Linked DNA regions of Mus musculus: regions 1, 3 and 4 are each linked to region 2. Evidence: chromatin contacts called from public HiChIP or PLAC-seq and promoter capture Hi-C data. All regions are on one chromosome and are shown on one strand. The core of a region is the stretch at or near the end of the contact, and the rest is flanking DNA. Distances in the headings are between cores, read along the strand shown.

What was found. Promoter capture Hi-C pulls out the DNA fragments that hold promoters and counts their contacts. HiChIP or PLAC-seq counts read pairs in DNA pulled down with a chosen protein or histone mark.
Region 1: a contact with region 2 is called in a promoter capture Hi-C map of pre-B cells, with 4 times the contacts expected there. The contact joins the promoter of Sec22c here to the promoter of Wdr48 in region 2. A contact is called at or near these places in 2 of 39 promoter capture datasets (embryonic stem cells and pre-B cells) and 2 of 9 other capture datasets (adipose tissue and liver).
Region 3: a contact with region 2 is called in a promoter capture Hi-C map of hippocampal neurons, with 6 times the contacts expected there. The contact joins the promoter of Itga9 here to the promoter of Wdr48 in region 2. A contact is called at or near these places in 1 of 39 promoter capture datasets (hippocampal neurons) and 1 of 115 datasets of contacts at active chromatin or transcription factors (forebrain).
Region 4: a FOXA1 HiChIP or PLAC-seq map of pancreatic cancer cells shows a contact between it and region 2. The contact joins the promoter of Golga4 here to the promoter of Wdr48 in region 2. A contact is called at or near these places in 1 of 39 promoter capture datasets (hippocampal neurons), 1 of 484 Hi-C or Micro-C datasets (the G1E-ER4 cell line) and 1 of 115 datasets of contacts at active chromatin or transcription factors (pancreatic cancer cells).

Annotation. Positions count from the first base shown.
Region 1 is chr9:121,703,612-121,706,311 of GRCm38.p6, forward strand. It overlaps Sec22c (SEC22 homolog C, vesicle trafficking protein), which reads right to left and starts at 1,418. Exons shown (of 7, transcript NM_001164562.1): 1 at 1,313-1,418.
Region 2 is chr9:119,893,490-119,896,189 of GRCm38.p6, forward strand. It overlaps Wdr48 (WD repeat domain 48), which reads left to right and starts at 1,406. Exons shown (of 19, transcript NM_026236.3): 1 at 1,406-1,468. The coding sequence starts at 1,421. Gm2449 (a long non-coding RNA gene) reads right to left here and starts at 1,423. Exons shown (of 7, transcript XR_871350.2): 1 at 1,337-1,423; 2 at 38-158.
Region 3 is chr9:118,605,393-118,608,092 of GRCm38.p6, forward strand. Itga9 (integrin alpha 9) reads left to right here and starts at 1,317. Exons shown (of 28, transcript NM_133721.2): 1 at 1,317-1,723. The coding sequence starts at 1,536.
Region 4 is chr9:118,505,037-118,507,736 of GRCm38.p6, forward strand. Golga4 (golgi autoantigen, golgin subfamily a, 4) reads left to right here and starts at 1,282. Exons shown (of 24, transcript NM_018748.3): 1 at 1,282-1,521. The coding sequence starts at 1,450.

The DNA of each region.
Region 1 (2,700 bases), core at 168-2,667, 1.8 Mb after region 2:
AGACTTGCTGGTAGAGGAAGGGTCCCTACAAGTGCCCCTTGAAATGCAGAGTGTGGTGGCTTAAGCTCATAATATCAGCACTTGGGGGGTGGGGTGGAGGCAGGAAGGTCAGGAGTTCAAAGTCACCCCCAGGCGAGTGGCATGTTAAAGGGCAGTTTAGGCTGCAGGACAGCCTGCCTAAAACAGAACCAAGTGGTGAGTAAACTGCTGGAGTTAAAGCTCAGAGGCACACACCGTTAATCCCAGGATTTAGAAGAGGCAGGCAGACCCAGGCCAGCATGGCCTACACAGTAAGTTTCATACCAGCCAGGACTACAGAGTGAGACCCTCTCTAAAATAAAATAAAACCACCTCTCCTTACCTAGTGTATTATACTCTAAAGTCAGTTGTCTTGTCTGGCTATGCACTGCCTCTATCTCTGCCACCTGAGTGCTGGGATTAAAGATGTGCACCATCACCCCAGCCTTGATCTGAAATTCTTTATGAGACCTCAAGATGTCCTCTCTGTTGTCCACTAAACATTTACGAGGCATCTCTAGGGACCTGTCTACAACTGTCTTCCTGAGAAAGCTGCGGTGCGAATGAATCCTGTATATCAGTGTCAGGCTATGCAAAGCTGTCCCCGTTCTCATTTCCCTGACAAGTTCTTTACCTGAATAAACTCTCTGTGTAGACTTTTACAGACACGTTGCTCTAGCATTGGCTCTGCACTGAGGGTTGCTTTAGTTTCTCTGATCTTGTCACCCGCTACACCAACCGAGCTGGGCATGGAGGCCATACACCTGTGATCCCAGAACTTGCGGGGCGGGGAGTGGAGGCAGGAGGATCCCAAGCTCAAGGCCAAACTCGAGTTACATGGGGCTCCGTTTCACAAGACCGCAAACTGTAACGGCACCTTTCATCAGAGGTAACTCAGTTCCTTCCCTGGATTTGGCTTTTTGCAAGCTTGACCCCCGCTCTGCTCTGCAGGTTCTTTGTCCCGGCTTATCCAAGTCCAGGAAAGTTGGTGTAGGGGTGACCAGGCCTTGAAGAAGCCAAGTTCTGCTAGACCAGCAGACTAAGGAAAGTTTGCTCTCAAAAGAAGCAAGTGACAGGACTAGAGTTCAGTCTACATAAAGGGAACCACCGCCCCGCCCTCCCGAGACACGCCCCGGCCCCGCCCCGGGCAGCAGGCACAGCGGGCAGCGCATCCCAGCCGGTACGCACCGTGCAGGGGGCCGGGCCTCGGCGGAGTCCCACCGGCCCGGGCTGCAGCCCGGTGGCCTAGACCCCGACCCCACCTCTCCACGCCCGCCTGGCCCGCTAACCTCACCTCGCCCCCGCGGCCGACCTCCGCCTCGGCCACCGCAGCCCACCCCGGCGGCCGGCGGGGTGCAGGTTACCCGCGGCCCGGCTGTAGGAGGCAGGATGTGGTGCTCATGCGCACACCGTGAGCTCCCATTCGCTGCTGCTAAGCGACGCCAAACAGACCAATCGTGGGGCGTCTCTGCTGTCCAGTTGTTCAGACCCGGGAATTGAGTGAATCTACCAGGGCTGGCCCGGGTTTGCTCCCCTCAGCCCGCGTCTCTTCCGCAGGTCCCCAGGCCCACGTGCGAGTCTCACCTCGAGCGGTGAGAAGAGGCTCCGACGTCCCCACGATGCCTGGCCTGGAGCGGACAGGGCTGTTCTCCAGAGGCGTCTAGGCCCCGTGTGACTGGAGTGACACTCCCTGGGCGTGGGTTCTTGCAGGCTACGCAGCTGGGCAAGAGGCCCGAGATAGAGGATCCGAAGAGCACAGCCTTCTGCCAGCCTGGAGGAGGTGCCAAAGTCCGATCCCTGAGCCACACACACCTCGCTATGAGGCTGGAGGGAGATTGGGTAGCACAGTTAGGCCCTTACTGTTTTGACAAGTGCTGAGCACCGCTGTTTGCCGCGCACTGCGTACACAGGAAGTGTGAACACAGAAACCAAATCAAGAGAAGGGGGTAGGGCACCAGGCAGGAATTCTGGTGTTTAAACACGAGTTATGCTTCACAGAAGCATGGGTTCCAAAGAGAATTTACAGGAACAGTTGTCTTGGAGTTGGGGCTCAGGAAAAGCTTCTCCAAGTCTCAGGCCATTGGGCAAGGGAGAGTTTGTGTGTTTCAGAGACATTTGCTTGTGCACAGAACTCTGTGGGGCTGAGGATGTATCTCTGTTGATAGAATAACTGAACTACAAAACCCCGGGTCAGGCCTGTCACCCTCTTCATACATCAGAACTCCAGGCTTTCCTTGGAACGTCCCGGCTCTGGTTCTCAGGACCTCAGCTTCTCACTAATGTTACATCATCAGCTTCACGGATACTTCATTTTTATCCCTTGAGACAGGGTCTTGTGTATCCCAAGCTGACCTTGAATTCACTGTGTAGCAGGCTGACTCTGAAGGCTATCCTACAAACTCCATTTGCTGGGCGCTGGGATTACCGATGTGTGTGTGCTTCCACAGCAAGGTTGTGTGGCTCTGGAGCTCAACCCCAGGGCTTCCTGCCTTCTAGACAAGAGCACTACCCACTGGGCCACATCCCCAGTCCCAGCTCCCCTGATTCTGAGGCCAAGTGCAAGTCAGTGAACCCCAGAACTGGCTCCCCTGGTTCTCAGCCTCTGTCACCACATGAGCATGTTCCCCTCATAAACCACCATATAGTCAGAGAGAGCCTATCCATTCCATCTCTGCGGAGAAG
Region 2 (2,700 bases), core at 156-2,655:
ACAGTACCAAGCTGGAATTCCTTCCAGTAGAACAGACCTCAAATCCAAAAGTAATTGGTTGCCCTCATAACCCTACAGCAGCGGGCACATCTTGCCTGGCAAGGTGGTCGGCTGGTTTATCACGGATGCTTCTTTTTCCCTGGCAGGATTCACAGCACCTATGAAAGCCAGTCATCACAGAGAAGCCAGTCATCACAGAGTCATCACAGAGAAGCCAGTCATCACAGAGTCATCACTGACAAGTTTTTGGGTCAGTGCACTTTGATGTCTCTGTGTCCAGCTACCAAAGTATACAGTGTCTCCAGCAATAGTGTCTTACTACTTAGTTTCGGTGGGCAACCAAGTGCAACAGCTATAGCCTGTATTGTTTTAGGGGCTTCTGGGTCTTCCCTGACCATGTCATAGAAAGCTATCCCATGCCTGGCATTGAGATTTTCATCTAATAATGCATGTCTTTTGGGGGGAATCATTTTCCATCCATGCAAGTGTATCTCTTTGAAATTCTGTATTTTAGATTTACTTCTATTTTGGGAGAGTGTTCTACCTGCGTCCGAAAGGGGGCGTGTGGGACTGGAGTTTATTGCAGCTCATGAACTCCCAGGTGAATGCTGGGAACCAAACCCAGGTCCTCTGCAAGTGCTCTCAACTTCTCAGCCATCTCTCCAGCCCCTTTGTATTTTTTAATTAGTTTATAAAGGTAGTGGGTTTCCATAGGGGTTATAGTACTTTGGTCATGTTTTTGCCAAAACGATCATTTAAAATATATTGTCAAGTTAGCAGGGCCTATGCGAACATTATCTCACTTAACATCCTAAGATCCATATTATAGCTGTACAGGCACACGTCTGTAATTCTGAGAGTCTGGGTAAGATCCTGAGGGGGCTGGTGAGATGAATCACTGGATAAAGGTGCCTACTGCCAAGCCTGAGTTAGAATCTCAAGGCCCACATAGTGGAAGAAGAAGACTACCACAAGTTGTCCTCTCCGCTGGTGTTTGAGAACAGCCAGGACTACACAGCGAGACCATGCCTCAAAATAACTAAATGACAACAACATTTTATTATTATTATTTTTAAAACCTATAAATATGGAGTTAGAGACGTGGTCCAGTTGCTAAGCACTGGCTTAAGTGGCTGGGGCACGACTTAAGCACGACTCTCTTGAGCGCTTTCTCTCTGCATGCAGGCGCTGGGACGGCCCTGGGGCTTAGCTGCACAGAGGTAGACCAGTACGGGCCCCCAAGCCCTGGTTCCAAGAGCGTTCCCGCCCACACGCTGCTATTTCTCCGCCAGCGCCTCCCCTCGCAACCAGCCCGGAAAGCCTACGCCCTACCTACCTTCTACCCAACCACAGAGTAGGGCGGGACATCCGCTGGCGCTTCAACTCTCCCGGAAGTGACGTCGGAGTGTCAACATGCAAGATGGCGGCCCATCACCGGCAGAACACAGCCGGGCGGAGGAAAGTGCAGGTATGGCGGCCCGGCTCCGCGGCCTTGGCGACACTGCCGTCGGCTCTGGTACCCCCGCGGGCGGGCGGATGCCTCGGGCCGCGGCTGGCCGGGTTCGACAGCCGGAGGATGGCGGGGCGGGGCGCAGCGGCGCGAGGGGTGGGGCCGGGGCGCCAACGGCCTGAGGTGGCGGCGGGCGGACTGGGCGCGCGGGCCTCGCGAGCGGTCGCGGGGAACCGCCGTCCCGGCGAACCGCCGTCCCGGGACACCGGGCCTGCGGCGGCGCCATGGGCCTGCTGCCCGCTCACCTGCCTCTGCTCTCGGCCGCCTTCCTCCGGAACAGCCGCGACCCGGCGGCGGAGGCCTCGCGGCGCCCGCGGGTGGGTGAGGCCGGGAAGCGAGGGGCCTTGCGGGGGCGTGGCGGGTCCGGGTCGCACGTGGGAGCGCTGTGCTGGAGGAAATGACAGTGTCCCTTCCTTAGCGATGGGCTTTGCCTCCGCCCTCCACCGTCCTCACTATGCATCTTCCGGGCTTCCTTTTTAGTCCTCATCTCCCTAACGTCGGAATCTCCAGTGATGAGCTCGCTGACCCGCACCGTGGGTGCTTTGGGTTTCCCCAAATCACGTTGGTTTGGTGTACGTTTGAGTTTTGCTTGCTGCCTTGTGTGCTGGGGATAAAGCTCGTTTAGCAGAGCCCTTCCTGTCCTGAGCAAGGTTCAAACCCCCTGCTCCACATAAAACCAGGCATGCTTGGTACCCGCCTGTACTTCTAGCGCTGCTTGTGTGTGTGTGTTTCTGTGGTGACGACAGGGGAATCGGAAATTCAAGGTCATCCTCCAGTACCTACCAAGTTTGAGATCAATCAGTCTGGGCTACACGAGACACACTGCCTTAAAAAAAAAAATGCATTCAGTCATTAAAGTGGACTGAGTGCATAGACTTGCCGCACAGAGGAGAAGAGACTAAAAGGGTTTAGCAGTCAGTAAACACTCCACGGATTGAACTCAGTGTTCAGAAGGGAGGGCCAAAGGTGAGTAACCCCAGCATAAGGCTGGAAAGCTGTGGCATTTTCTGAATGAGTGTCCTCTTTATAGTACTGACTTCCATTTGTTGGCCCTGTGTGCTCACTAATGGTTGTTTAATGGTTAGAATTGGGCTGACTGGGAGATGGTCAGTCTGGTGGAAGGCCTGTAGCACAAACATGAGGATCTGAATATCTGCGTCCACGTAAACATCTCTATCCCCTCACTTGAA
Region 3 (2,700 bases), core at 67-2,566, 1.3 Mb before region 2:
AGCACCCCTCCATGGCCCCTGCACCAGCTCCTGCCTCCAGATTCCTGCCCTGTTTTGAGTTCCTGTCCTGACTCCCTTCCATGATGAACAGTACAAGCTGAATCAACCCCTTCCTCTGAAACTTGCTTTTGGACATGGTGTTTCATTGCAGCAATACTGACCACAAGTAAGACAGCAGTAGTGCATCCGAGCTATGCAAATTACCTGACTGCAGTGGTTTAAGACAGCAACATTGATCATCTAACAATGCTGGACAGGTCATGGGTCTCGCTGGCCTGCGTTCCTGGAAGGGGTAGAGGAGAAGACATTTCTCTGTCCCCAGTTTTTGAAGCTGCCTGGCTTCTTTACCTCATGGACCCTTCCCTCCAGCTCCCAAGCTAGCGGTGATCTGGCTTCCTTTGTCACAGCCCTTCTGATGACAGCTGGAAGAGGCTCTTCACCTGTAAAGATCCCCGTGTTTAGACTGCTGGCGAGTGGATAACTCTGGAATGTGCACCCCCCCCCCACCCCACCTTGCCTACCCTAGGCTTTGACTGTTGTTGTAAGGATAAGCCTGATTAGAAAGAAAAAGATAAAGGCGTCGTGTGTGTTTAGTATGAATGAGACTTTGGAAGTGGAGAGGGTGGGAAGGGATGGGGAGGGGGTTGTGATTTTACCAGAGTAAAGAGTTAGTTCAACAATAACATTAAACTTGGAATAGTCAACTTCATAGAGTCAGGGATAAATGAAACTTGCCGGGGGCTGGACTGGGCTGGGCGTGCTTGTTAAATTTATGTATAATTTAATTTGCAAGATGAGCTATTGATGATCACATAACCAAAATGAGGTTATGACGTAAACTTTATGCAACGTATACTTCACCATAATCTCCCACATACAGGGGAGCACACCTGGCTGTATTGTATGTCTGCCAAGTTGGAAAGCGCTGGCCAGGTCAGGGAGTATGGAAGAACGCTCTGCTCTCTTCCACATGACTAATTCTTACAGCAACTGACTGGCGGTCTTGAGCGGTTGCCTCTGAAGAAGAGCTTCCAGATGGGCAGGGCCAGAATATTTACCCATCCTTGGCTCGGGTAGCTTTGGGTCTTTGTGTGTGAGAGAGAGACTTTCAGTGTAAGACAAAAGGAGAGAGACCCAGCCAGCTTGGACACAGCAGAGCCTAGGACATTGAGAGGATGCAGTTCACCGAGGTCCAGAACCTGGACCCGGGGGTGCGCCTGAGACCGCGTCCAGCAGGGGGCGCTGCGGACCCGTCCCGCCCGGGCCGCCCGGGCCGCCCACCCCGCGGGCGCGCCTCTCCGCAGTCCAGTGCCGCCCGGGCCCGGGACCCGCTCCTTCCGAGAGCGCAGACCTCTCGGCGGGCATCGAGAGGACGCGGGGCGCTGGCGGCCGTCCCTGGCCTTGCTCCGGCTCTCGCTGTAGCCCATCGCCGCGTCCCGGGCTTAGACTCGGAGCGTACGGCTCCCGCCCCGGGCAGCGGCGTGTCCCGGGAGCCCCGATCGCGGGGCAGGGCGCAGGGCGGCGGCCGGCTGGGGATGGGCGGCCCGGCTGCGGCGCGGACCGGCGCCGGAGGGCTCCGCGCGCTGCTGCTGGCGCTGGTGGCCGCGGGGGTCCCGGCCGGCGCCTACAACCTGGACGCGCAGCGCCCGGTACGCTTCCAGGGCCCCTCAGGCTCCTTCTTCGGCTACGCGGTGCTGGAGCACTTCCACGACAACACGCGCTGGTAAGTGTCTCCCGCGGATCCTCGACCCTGGCGTGGGCACCCCGTGGTCCCCCAAGTTGGCCGCCGCCTTTCCGGCCTCTTCCACTCCACCTCCCGCGGGGCCGATTTAAATGTCCGGGCGGCCACGCTGACATCCTGGCCTGCTCTCCGAGGCCCGGGGCGTCCCTGGGGTCCCTGTCCTCCCTGGGCAGTCAGACGCAGCTTCGCTCTCGCCAAAGCAAAGTTACTTGGCTGTCTGCCTTCCAGGGGCCACCGCGGGCTGGCCATCTGCCCCAGATCCCCGGGGGGCCCCTAGGAGGCCAGGCTGCTCTTGGGGACCACTTCATGTAACTCTAGGGCAGCAGCATGCAGGAAGCAGAGAAACAAGGGGTGTGGTGGGAGTGGGTCCTGGTGGCTTAGGAATCTCCAGAAGAGGTACCCAGGGGCCCCACAAAGTTCTGAGAGGATCTGGGATGCAGAGAGGACCCCCAAGGAGCAGACTGTGTGGCTGGTGGGCAGCCTGGAGCTCTCCCACGTGTCTAGAGACAAGATTTAGGAAGCTGAAGTTTTTAATCAAGGGGTACAGTTTTGAACCAGCGAGATGGGTGGGCCTGCAGAAAAGAATAAGTCTCTCCCTCATTAAGCATCAATAGTGAAGTTAACTGACCCCACAGCAGGAGCGCTTAGAGAAGGCGGATAGACCACTTCCTTGGAATGAACGAGCCACACCATGCACCACGCCCACCTATTCAAGGCAGCTAGAGTTCAGTAGCTCCCCAGCCTCATTTTAGATGATGTTACTGTGGACCCAGGAGATGGCTGGTTCACGTTGAGGGTGCTATCCCGTGAGCGAGCATCTTTAGAAGCAGCAGGCCGGGAGATGGAGACTGGCAGTGTGTGTGCTTGGACATGTAACTTACTGGGAGTCTCTGCTCGGAATTGGACAGGGGCCGAGGCAATCGGGGGCTTGTGGATGCGGGTCTTTCAGAACCCTGGAG
Region 4 (2,700 bases), core at 32-2,531, 1.4 Mb before region 2:
ATCTCCTCCTCTGGCATGTGACTGGCATTGGAAGTCTTGTGGGACTGAGGCCTAAACCTGTGGATCTGGTTTTCTCTGTCTCTCTGTCTCTCTCTCTGTCTCTGTCTGTCTCTGTCTGTCTCTGTCTGTCTCTGTCTGTCTCTGTCTCTGTCTCTGTCTCTGTCTCTCTCTCTCTCTCTCTGAGTCAGGGTGTCCCTATGTAACATAGGCCCATCTGGCCTGGAACTCGGAGATCACCTGGCCTCAGCCTCCCAGGTGCTGGGATTAAAGGTGTACACCCCCATGCACCAGTTCTTAATGTTCTGTTCAAAGAATCAGAACTGAATGGATGCCATCCAGGTAGTAGCTTGTGCAGAACCCAGAGTTTCGAGGTCATATGGGTCTTTGTGAGCAGAGGTTTCAGAAATATTCTATGTTGTGCAAGTGTAGGGGGTTCTCAGCAGATGGAAAAGTCTAGGTAGGGGAAGACAGCTCCTTTGGAGTGCAGCCACAGATATTAAGCACTAAAGGCAGATAATTCTGACTAGGCAGAAAATTGTGCACCTGTAGGCCTCAGCTATTCTGGAGGCAGGAAAATCACTTTAGTTAACAAATTCAAGGCCAGTCTGCCTAATTCAGCCAGACTATTTATGTTTGAGACAGGATCTCACTGTAGCTCAGACTGGCCTTAAATTCATATAGGCAAGAATGACCTTGAACTTCTCGTCCTACTGCTTCTACCTCTGGATGCTGGGATTACAGGTATACACCATCACACCCAGTTTATGCGATGCTGAGGCTAGAGCCAATCCTTCCTGCATATGCTAGGTAAACAAACGTTCTACACCCTCAGCCCCAGATTTTCTCTTTAAACCAACCAACCAACCAACCAATGAACCAATGAACCAACGAACCAACTAGCTGGCCAACCAGCGAACCAACTAGTCATCTATACCATCCAACCCACTATCCAAAAACCTTTCGAGAGAATTCTAAACGATCGTGCCACACGACACTGAATACACTTCTGCATTCCTAGCTCTATCCTCTCTCACCCCAGCCTTCTTCACTGTGGTGCTCAGTGGTGGGATGCTCCCTATTTGACAGCACAGCTCCAAGACTCCCGCTAGAGTCAGCGCAGACGCCACTGTGCACGCGCGTTCACCCGCACCGCCTCCATATTGTCCGCCGCGGCGCTCCGTAGCAAGCCCCTGGCAAGCTCCACGTCGACCGCGCAGGCGCCCGGGGCGCGTTCACCTGCTGCCGTTGTCGCCGCCGCCGCCGCCGCTGACGGGGCTGGATGGGGGGCCGAGGCCAGCCAGGGGCACCCAGAAAGAAGAGACGCGGCGGCGGCGACGCCGACACCCGCACGACGAGCGCCCCGAGGTGCCCGCCAGCTCCACAGGAAGGCGGCGAGGCCCGGGCCCGGCCGCCCCGCGGGTAGAGACGCTGCCGGCCCCTCGCCGCGCCATGTTCAAGAAGCTGAAGCAGAAGATCAGCGAGGAGCAGCAGCAGCTGCAGCAGGCGTTAGCCCCTGCTCAGGTACGTCGTCCCCCTGCGCCGAGGCCCGGGAAGCGGGCGAAAGTTCCCCATGACCTTTGACCTCCGCCCCAGGAACACCCCCCCCCCCCAAACCGTAGCCCTGGAAGGTTTGGGACCACCCAGCCGGTGTAGGAACCCTGGCCTGGTTTCTCCCAAAACTCCGTCCCTGTGCAGGGTGACGGGACCGGTCGGGACATTTGACTTCGGAGTTTCCCCTCTAAGGACCGACCCGGTCTGACAGATGGGTGCGATGGGTTCGGGTCCTGCGTGGGGAGCTTCTCTCGCCCGTCAGAGACCCTGACTCTAGAGTGGTGACGGGGGCGGGGCAACCCAGATCCTTTGTGATATGTGACCTCTGCCCTCTGCCCCATATATGACCAATGTCCTCTGGGTTCCCTGGACATCGCACCCGGAATGACCAGGTCCCTGTAAGTCTCCTGCTTCCAAACCCTGATCGAGGCAGAGAGTCGAGCCTGCCCGGGCCAGGCTGCTCGCAGGAGCCGAGGGCGGCGGTCCAGCGACCAAGCCTGTCACGAGTTAGTCACTTCGTGTAACTTGGGTGATGGCGGACAGGGCTCAGGGGCAGACACTGAACGGGACGGGCACCGAGCCTGTCAGCAACCGGGCTCTTGCATCTTTTCTGGAAGGTCGTTGCTTTTTAAGGGAGTATGGTTTCGGGCTGGGAAAAGGGGGCGTGTTCGTGTTAGAAACAAACTACCCCTCTCCAGCACTCAGGGTGTGAAGGACGGGAGGGGAGGGTTTCTGCTGAATCTCTCCCCAGTCTCCCTGAATATCAGTAGATTGAACACGAACGTCTTTTCTTTTATGGTTAGAAACCTGGAAAGCCCATGGCTCAAGAAAGGTCGTAGTTTGGCTAAGTGGGAAGCAGTTTGGGTGTTTAAATATAACGACCCAGCATTCTGTTTCTAGAAACATAGTCTGAGAAGATTTAGGATGCAAAAACATTTAGTTACACGATTTCTTTTTTCTTGTGTGCGCGCGTGGGCAGGTGGCAGCCAGAAGACAACCATGGTGTCGTCATTCCTCATCCCTCGGGCTTTATTCTTTTTATTTTACTATTTAAAAAAGATTTCTGGATTTCTTTATGTGAGTGTCTTGTCTGTCTGTATGTCTGTACACTGTGTGAGGCCAGAAGATAGTGTTGGATCCCAGGGAACT